Regions from separate parts of the Mus musculus genome. Here region 1 is linked to region 2. Evidence: chromatin contacts called from public Hi-C data. All regions are on one chromosome and are shown on one strand. Each heading gives the region's core, a stretch centred on a gene start, on an enhancer-like site or on the middle of the called end of the contact. The rest is flanking DNA. Distances are from core to core; before and after follow the strand shown. Region 1 overlaps Tbl1xr1 (transducin (beta)-like 1X-linked receptor 1). Region 2 overlaps 7530428D23Rik (RIKEN cDNA 7530428D23 gene).

Region 1 (4,624 bases), core at 1,842-4,341, 430 kb after region 2:
AAACTTTAGATGAGTTATTACGTAAAATAGTAATATTTTTTTAGTCACTAAATATATATAAAAATAATGTATGAATTCAGTTACAATTTGATGTATATTTCCTTTGGAAACAGTTTCATACAGCCCAGGTTGCTCTTACGTAGTCAAAGATAATCTTGAAGTCCGATCTTCCCACCTGTTCACTTCTGCGTGCTGGCAGTATGGGTGTGCACCATTGCACACAGCTTGGCAGTGTTGCTCCCAGAATCTAAATGCATGGTAGGCAGGCACTGCTGGCCCACTCACATCGGCTGCCCCAGGCTGCGTTATTTTGTCTTGTTTGTGTTGTTTTCTAGTTTGGATTTATTTCCTAAGTCTTTTTTTTTTTTTTTTTCAATATGCCACAGAACTATGATGTGTCGCATGAATCTTGGTTTGCTTTTGTCTCATGAGGCAGGTGAAGTGTGTTGTAGCTCACAGCTTCTCAGGGTTTGGCATTTGATGCATTTTCTTGAGGAAAGTTGTATTACTGTTGTACAGTTAGAAAACCTGAAGACATGCAACCCATTAGAAGCCACATGTACAGTAGCCGAGAGCAAGGGAAAGTAAAAGGCTGGCAAGTTTCTCTTTTAATATTTTTATTTTCAATCATTTCTTAGTTGTCCATTTACACCGTCAAGTGATGATATGTAATTATAAAAGATAACAAAGTTTTTTCTGTTTGTAATTTAATGTGATGTTACTAGCAACATAAGTTCTCACAGTGTTTCCTTTGCTTTTAGGATTTTCTCATTCTGCGTTTACCTTTGGTATAGAGAGCCATATAAGTCAGTCCAACATAAATGGTGCCCTGGTTCCACCCGCTGCACTCATCTCTATCATCCAGAAAGGCCTGCAGTATGTAGAGGCAGAAGTTAGCATAAATGAGGTAAGGCAGATGAGTTCCATTTCAAACACTGATTCTGATTCTTAAATGTGGTTGTTTATTGAGTATCTGACCTTGACTTCATGGGTTCAGACAGATTAAAATTATTCTTCATAACTGTACTGGTCTTCATACCAGCGGATAATTTCTGTAGACTATTCCTCTGCGTGTGTGTGTGTGTGTGTGTGTGTGTGTGTGTGTGTGTGTATGTATGTAAGCAAAGGAAATCATGTTTAACACATAAGTAATTTGGCTGGAGAGTACTAAGAACAAACTGATGGCAAGGACATAAAAAAACACTGTTAGTTTCATGTACCCTGATGTTGGAAGCCAATTTATTTATAATTGATGCCAACATTGATTCTCAGAGCTTCGTGTCCAAGGTTCATGTGGAAGTAGTGTGTTTATTTCTGGTGTTGGCATGCTACTTGTGCCTGAGGCCATCTTACCTGCTCCCTGATTCTATAAATTAGCTTTGTAGCACAGCCGAGCTCATTTAGTTCTGGACTGTCACTGGGTAGCTGCTGGGAACATGAGGCGCTGTAACAAGGACCTTACAGCCTTTAAAGCATTCATAAGCACACACTGCATGTTCTTTCTGAGTAGAACTTTGTTGTAGCTACAATGTTTAGTGTATGGCCGGAATATGTAGAGGTAAACACATGCCCTCCCCCCCCCCCCCTTTTTTTTTGTAAAAGTAAATGAAAAGATTTTAGCTGTTTAAAGTAGTCCAGTTCCCTTTTGGTATCCTCAGCGGTGGGTTACCACATTGCCACAGTTAGCATTATCTGTGGGTCCCTTCATTTACTCCTAATGTCAAGTTTGTGTATCACACACATCTAGATGACTTCTGTGTATGATCATCCTGTAATGTTTAGAGAAAACCAGTAAGGTCAAGATCTGCTCCCGGTCAGTACAGGTGCTTTCCTTTATTCCAAGGCCTGGATCCCGTGGTATGACATATTCATATTGGTCAGTGTTTTTTACTAACAGCTTTTCTTACCTGGATGTTATACATTATCATTTTATTATCTTTAAGCTTTTGTGAATGGCCTCTTGTATTGGTTTGTCTTTGTGCAGAGTTCAGCAGGACCTCAGTGACAGTTGGTGGCTGTTTGCATCTTTGTCATTCTTGCCCCCTTCCTCCTTCTTGCTCACGTTCACGGTTTCCTTAGAATGAAGTTGTTCATTTTGTTAATGGAATGTTTGTTAACCTCATGACTACATCTCATTTTTCTTTCCCGGTTTTCCAACCCCAGGATGGCACCTTATTTGATGGTCGACCCATCGAGTCTCTGTCCCTGATAGATGCTGTTATGCCCGATGTAGTCCAAACAAGACAACAAGCCTACAGAGACAAGCTTGCACAGCAGCATGCAGCCGCAGCCGCTGCCGCTGCTGCCGCCACTAACCAGCAAGGATCTGCAAAAAATGGAGAGAATACAGCAAATGGGGAGGAGAATGGAGCACATACCATCGCAAGTGAGCCGAGAATGCTTGGAGATGCTCAGCACACACTACTGTTCTCCATTGCCCCATCCTTAGAGCTGTACTGATAGCCAGTGTTTGTCTTTACCCCCCAACATGCTTCGCTTAGTCAGGGTTTCTATTCCTGCACAAACATCATGACCAAGAAGCAAGTTGGGGAGGAAAGAGTTTATTCAGCTTACACTTCCATACTGCTGTTCATCACCAAGGAAGTCAGGACTGGAACTCAAGCAGATCAGGAAGCAGGAGCTGATGCAGAGGCCATGGAGGGATGTTCTTTACTGGCTTGCTCAGCCTGCTCTCTTATAGAACCCAAGACTACCAGCCCAGGGATGGCACCACCCACAGTGGGCTTTCCCCCCTTGATCACCAGTTGAGAAAATGCCTTACAGTTGGATCTCATGGAGGCATTTCCTCAACTGAAGCTCCTTTCTGAGTGATAATTCCAGCTGTGTCAAGTTGACACACAAAAACAGGCAGTATAGTGCATCACACAGTTCATATTTTCTACCTAAGATTCTAAAAAGCTAAATACACTGAATGTTTGTTTGTTCCTAAATGTTTCTGAAACCCCTTTCTACTCTTAAGTGAACATTGCATCTGCAGTTGATTTCTAAGTAAAATTTCTAGTAGTCCCTGTTATAAACATCCAGCAAGGCTCTGATGGTGAGCAATAAAGATGACTCATGCTATAGAAATGATATCAGCAACCCCTACTGGCAGAACTCAGAATAGTATTGTTACAGGCTGTTTAATTCAGCCATGCTGAGGTATAGCCCTTTTTCCCCCTTTCTTTTTTTTACCACTTCCACATACACATTCTCTGGGCATAAACACTCACACTTTTAAAACTAGTACAGCCATACTTGCTAGAAATGTGCTTACCTTCTGACAGAACTGCTACTTCTCATGCTGCAGATAATCACACTGACATGATGGAAGTAGATGGGGATGTGGAAATCCCTTCCAATAAAGCGGTTGTGCTTCGGGGCCATGAATCTGAAGTTTTCATCTGTGCCTGGAACCCTGTTAGTGATCTCCTGGCATCAGGGTAGGTTTTTCAAAGAGCTTTCTAGCTGTTGAGTATTTTGTTGTTTTAGACAGGATTTACTCTGTAACCTTGCCTTGTTGATGCACTGTGTCCTGGGATTATGTCACGTGCAGCATGACAATGGCATCTAAGAATACCTCAACAAAAGGACTGCTACATAGATTTCACTTTCCGGTCATTTTACCTTAGTAGGTTAGTATTATTACTTGGTAGGAGCTCTAAAAGAGAAATATTAGAAATGTTTATATCTGGTAGTCTACTTCTTATTCAGGTGTTAAATGTATGGCTTGGGTTCTGGAATGCTTGCTTATATGAAGACTTAAGCCGATTTTTTGACTCTGAAGGTCTGGAGACTCCACGGCAAGAATCTGGAACCTCAGTGAGAACAGCACGAGTGGCCCTACGCAGCTCGTGCTTAGACACTGCATACGGGAAGGAGGGCAGGACGTGCCCAGTAACAAGGATGTCACGTCTCTAGATTGGAATGTGAGTGTTTTGTTCTTGCATAAATGGTCTGTGAATGAAGACATTTGAGGACTTGGCATTATATAATCTTGAAATTAGATCCCAATTTTAGCTTCAATCTGGCCCCATATTCCTAAAATCCTAATCAGAATTTAGGAGTGAATTGTAGGCTTTGCTTTTTACTTCTTATAAAAAGCATTCTCATGGTATCATTTTTATGTTGTCCTTCCTGGTCTACACTTGCCCCATCCTCACTCATGGTCACCTGTGAAAATGTTCTGCATAGGGACTGCAGTCCTGCTCCACAGCACTTCCTGCCGGTGCACACACTGGGATTGGCCTGTCCGAGAACACCGCCTTCATTAGGGGGTGGGGGTTTGCCAGCCTTTGTTGGCACTTACACATAGATCAGGGTCTTTTGTGCCTGGGACTTAAACAGGCAACATGTGTGTAGTAATTAAATGGCCTTTTGAGTTGTGTAATAAACAAAATGTGTTTCTCTGCCAGAGTGAAGGTACACTTCTAGCAACTGGGTCATATGATGGATTTGCCAGAATATGGACTAAAGATGGTATGACATTTTCTAACTTTATTGATGTTCTAAATTTAAAAGTTTGAAGTAATTTTAATGTGTGTGTTTGTTTGTTTTTAATTTAGGTAATCTTGCCAGCACCTTGGGGCAGCATAAAGGTCCTATATTTGCATTAAAATGGAAT
Region 2 (4,642 bases), core at 1,922-4,421:
GTGGAAGTGTCTGTGGAAAATTATCTTAAGTTTTTAATATTTATTTTAACTTTTATGTATATATAAAAATGAGTGCAAGTGCTTATGGAGACCAAAGGTACTAGATCTTCTATGGCTGGGGTTACAAGTGATTGTGAATTCCCCAAGGTGGATACTGAAAACATAATTCACATCTTCTGGAAGACCAGTATGTATTCTTAACTTTCGAGTCATCTTTCTAGTTCCTGTCTGAATTCAATTGATGTGGGAAGACCTTGCCCATTGAGATGGCACCATTCTCTAGGCACAGAGTTCTAAACTGCAAATGGGAGTAGAAATCAAGGTGAGCTCCTGGGCATATACCCAGAAGATGTTCCAACTTGTTATAAGGACACATGCTCCACTATGTTCATAGCAGCCTTATTTATAGTAGCCAGAAGCTGGAAAGATCCCAGATGTCCATCAACAGAGGAATGTATACAGAAAATGTGGTATATTTGCACCATGGAGTCCTACTCAGCAATTAAAAACAGTGAATTTATGAAATTCTTAGGCAAATGGATGGATTTGGAGGATATCATCCTGAGTGAGGTAACCCAATCACAAAAGAACTCACTTGATATGCACTCACTGATAAGTGGATATTAGCCCAGAAACTTAGAATATCCAAGATACAATTTGCAAAACACAAGAACATCAAGAAGAAGGAAGACCAAAGCGTGGATACTTCATTCCTCCTTAGAATATGGAACAAAATACCCATGGAAGGAGTTACAGAGACAAAGTTTGGAGCTGAGATGAAAGGATGGACCATCCAGAGACTGCCCCATCCAAGGATCCATCCCATAATCAGCCACCAAACGCAGACACTATTGCACATGCCAGCAAGATTTTGCTGACAGGACCCTGATATAGCTGTCTCTGGTGAGGCTATGCCAGTGCCTGGCAAATACAGACGTGGATACGCATAGTCTTCTACCGGATGGAATACAGGGCCTCTAATGGAGGAGCTAGAGAAAGTACCCAAGGAGCTGAAGGGGTCTGCAACCCGATAGGTGGAACAATAATATGAACTAACCAGTACACTCGAGAGCTTGTGTCTCTACTTGCATATGTAGCAGAAGATGTCCTAGTCGGCCATCATTGAGAATAGAGGACCCTTGGTCTTGCAAACTTAATATGCCCCAGTACAGGGGAACGCCAGGGCCAAATACTGGGAGTGGGTGGGTAGAGGAGCAGGGCAGGGGTAGGGTATAGGGGACTTTCGGGATAGCATTTGAAATGTAAATGAAGAAAATATCTAATAAAAAAATTGAAAAAAGAACAAGAAAAGAAATCAAGGTGAGCACAAACAAGTGAGCAGATTAACATGAATTCATTAATTCCTCTCCACTCTTGACTATGGATATGATGTGACTCTTTGTTTGAAGCTCCTGTCTTGACTTCTCCACCATAATAGGCACTAATCTAAAATTGTAAGCTGAAATAAATCCTTTTATTTTATCACAGCAACAGAAATGAAACTAGGACCAGTTTTTAAAGCTGAATCTTTAAGCTCATTGTACATTGCTATTCCCCCAAAAGAAGGAAAAGATAGAACTTGAGTCTGTGTATTCAGAAGTGACTACCATGAGAGGTAGAGAACACCCTATCAACCAAGAATAATCTCTTGACCTCATCAGGGGCACAGAACATAAACCACAAGAAGCTTCATGGAAAGTGAGTGCTTAAACTAAGCCCTAAAGTATGTTAACCAGAGCCTGGAAGGAAAAGTCTCCCAGAAAGATAGGATGGTATGTGCTGAGGCCCAAGTAGCTGAAGCCCAGAGGGAATATCCGGGAGTTTGAGCTCATGGACCTGACAGAAGCAGTAAGAAACAGGACTGTTTTGCTCACCACTGTTTCTACTACTTACAACAAGTCTCAAAAATATGGGGGAAAAATATAAAGATTTCAGTTGGGAAACACAAATAGAAAACAAGCTTTAAATGTCCTGAAGGGTCTGTGGCTAGTCTTCAGTATAAGATTATGAAATGTGAAGTTATTGAGACAAAGACATGGCCTGAGTTTTACTTTAAGTAGGAAGTTAGTTGAAAGATAAGCTAGCTCATGGAGAGACGAGAACAGAGTTCAGATAAGGACAAGGGTCAAAGGAGGAAAGATGAAGTCAGAGGATTATAAATCACCCAGGCAAGAAGGAATGAAAGTTTAGACATTGAGAAGAGGGAAGAACACAGATATCCAAGAGTTATGACCAGAGGAGAAGCTTCACTGTCTCCTCTTACCCCACCTTTCCTACCTCACCTGCAGACAACAGAAAGTCCTTATAGGGACTCAGATACCCCTGATGTAAATACCAACTTGACAGAAGAATACACAGCTACTTAATCACACTAATACTTCATCTCTATGACTAAGCAGTAGGTAATCCCAGACAGCTGCCTAGAAGTTCCCAAACATGAATTTGTTTGGCAAGAAAGACCAAACATTCTGATTTGGGGTTGAGCTTTTGTTCTTTGGCTAAAGGCATTGTGGTCTGTCATACATAGCCAAGATCTCCATCTTCAAATTATCACCCAAGTAAATTTTTTGCAAGCCAATAGTGATTGTTTCCACTTTCAGCCCTAGCCAGAACTCAACTTACATAGAATCCAAGCCTGGGTATTGCTAATACTCCTTGCATTATGACCTGTGGGGTTAGTACTGTACCCCCATGTTTCAATGGTTAGGAAGGCCTTCACCATATTTAGCTTAAAGGAAAGAATCTCAACAAAATATGGCACATCAATTTTGTCGGTGATAATAGGACTATGACTGAGACCTGGGGCTAGAAGGAACCAAGCACTTAGAGCCTTCTTTCTGTGCTATTTTGGCCAAAGTAGGAAGTCTGGAAGATTTTGGTCTACTTATACTCAGGTCTCTTTTCTGTGGGTTCAGCATTAGTAATGCTCCACCTTATTCGAGGCAAGAAGGAGACTGCATAAGTTCTTCAAAGTTTCCTGCTCCTGAAAGCAAAAGCCATTTGTCTGCAGACCTAGGAGATGAGAATTTCTGGGTAAGAATTAGTGGCCATGTTGCTTTAATTATGATGCAAAATACATTGGCACTGGCACATCTGAGTATATCCCTGGCTCCAAACACAGTGGTTTTCAGGGTGGTGCCACGGCTGATGATGTTGCATCATAGCTGAGGCAGACTGGCAAGCTTCCACTCACCCTAGAGTCTCCACTCTCCGTGCCAACATGCTTCACCACCACCCCCCAGCCCACAAATATGCCACACAGGATCTTCCACAAACACACCATTTTCCCTTCAGGAAACAGTGTGGCTGTCCCATCCTCATTTCTTTTGGGACGTGCATTCTATTTTGCCCAGATTCTCTGAAAATCAGATGAGGCTTACCTCTAACCTAGCAGAACTTTGCCCAGACTTGCTGACCACAGGTGCCACTTCCTCAGCAAAAATACCTGCAGCCCAGCCATTTTTTGCTTTAGCTGAGTTACAGAATTCTTTAGAAGCTAACAGCACGACTATCAATCTGCCTTCCCAGAATTGCTTGGAATGTCTTCCTTTCTCAGTGGCTGCTAGGTACCTGTACAGGACCTAGGTGAGGGAAAGGCCATGGCCTGCCCATATCTAGGCTGCCTTTCTCCTTCCTGAACTCCACTTTTCCAGGAAGCCTCAGAGTAAACTAAGACACTGTGAATCTTTTGTCAGGACTCTGGTGTCCTTTGAAATAAATTAGTCTTAAATGGTATGTACCTCAAATTTAACTGATTAGTGACCCATGTTAGAATGAGATCAGAAAGGGATTTAAAAAAATATATTGTATCACTTTGACCATTTTCATTGCCTTTCTTTTAATCCATTTGTCCATTTAAGAATTTTTTTAAATTGTTCTTGTTAAATACAAAGGATAATGATAAGTTAAATAAAAACAAGATTATTGACCTATGAGAGTGTTTCATAGGAGACTACTTCTAAAAGATATCAGAACAATGTATATATCAAGGAGAAAGAAAGTGTACCACTTACTATTGAAATAGTGCTTTAACAATAAAAGAGACACTGGAAAGATGGCTCAACAATTAAAAGTGCATACTGTTCTTGCAGAGAACCTGAATTCAGTTCCTTGTACCAGTGCCAGGCAGCTCACAACATCCTATAACTCCAGCTGCAGAGGATCTGACACCTCTGGACTCTATAAGTACCTATATCCTCCCACCCACATGCAAACACACAGATACACTGTAAAACAGATAATGAAAATAAGTCTTTAAATGAATACATAAACTAAAAAGAAACCACCACGTGTATGTCCAATAATTCTCCCTTGTATTTTCTCTCCTTGGGAAAACTAAAACAAGAGATACCTCTACCTTAGAGACATGATTAGAAGAAAGAAAGAAAGAAAGAAAGAAAGAAAGAAAGAAAGAAAGAAAGAAAGAAAGAAAGAAAGAAAGAAAGAAAGAAAGAAAGAAAACTCTCACCTAAAAGGAAATGAATGATTATTATGGAGCTAGATATTAATTACTATTATCTGGGAATACGGATTTAGTTTGTCCTGAAAAGGCAAGCTCCACTATGATAGTGATACGTGGGATTTTTAAGTTAGGAAACAAAAAAGTCATATTTGAAGGCATTTATTGAAGGCATTGATAGGC

What was found. Hi-C and Micro-C count contacts between places; a contact is called where the count stands out from the background.
Region 1: a Hi-C map of the 3T3-L1 cell line shows a contact between it and region 2, with 2.6 times the contacts expected there. The contact joins two enhancer-like sites. A contact is called at or near these places in 2 of 484 Hi-C or Micro-C datasets (the 3T3-L1 cell line and cortical neurons) and 1 of 9 other capture datasets (embryonic stem cells).

What each region holds. Positions count from the first base shown.
Region 1 is chr3:22,187,605-22,192,228 of GRCm38.p6, forward strand. Tbl1xr1 (transducin (beta)-like 1X-linked receptor 1) reads left to right here. Exons shown (of 16, transcript NM_030732.3): 4 at 762-907; 5 at 2,164-2,386; 6 at 3,311-3,443; 7 at 3,788-3,929; 8 at 4,416-4,479; 9 at 4,566-4,624. Among named protein-coding and RNA genes, the nearest start is that of Tbl1xr1, 110 kb to the left of the region's middle. Within about 2 kb of position 3,092, at least 13 of the 459 cell types and tissues checked have an H3K27ac peak or open chromatin away from gene starts, as enhancers often do.
Region 2 is chr3:21,758,945-21,763,586 of GRCm38.p6, forward strand. The region is part of intron 1 of 7530428D23Rik (RIKEN cDNA 7530428D23 gene); the gene reads right to left. Among named protein-coding and RNA genes, the nearest start is that of 7530428D23Rik, 40 kb to the right of the region's middle. Within about 2 kb of position 3,172, at least 47 of the 459 cell types and tissues checked have an H3K27ac peak or open chromatin away from gene starts, as enhancers often do.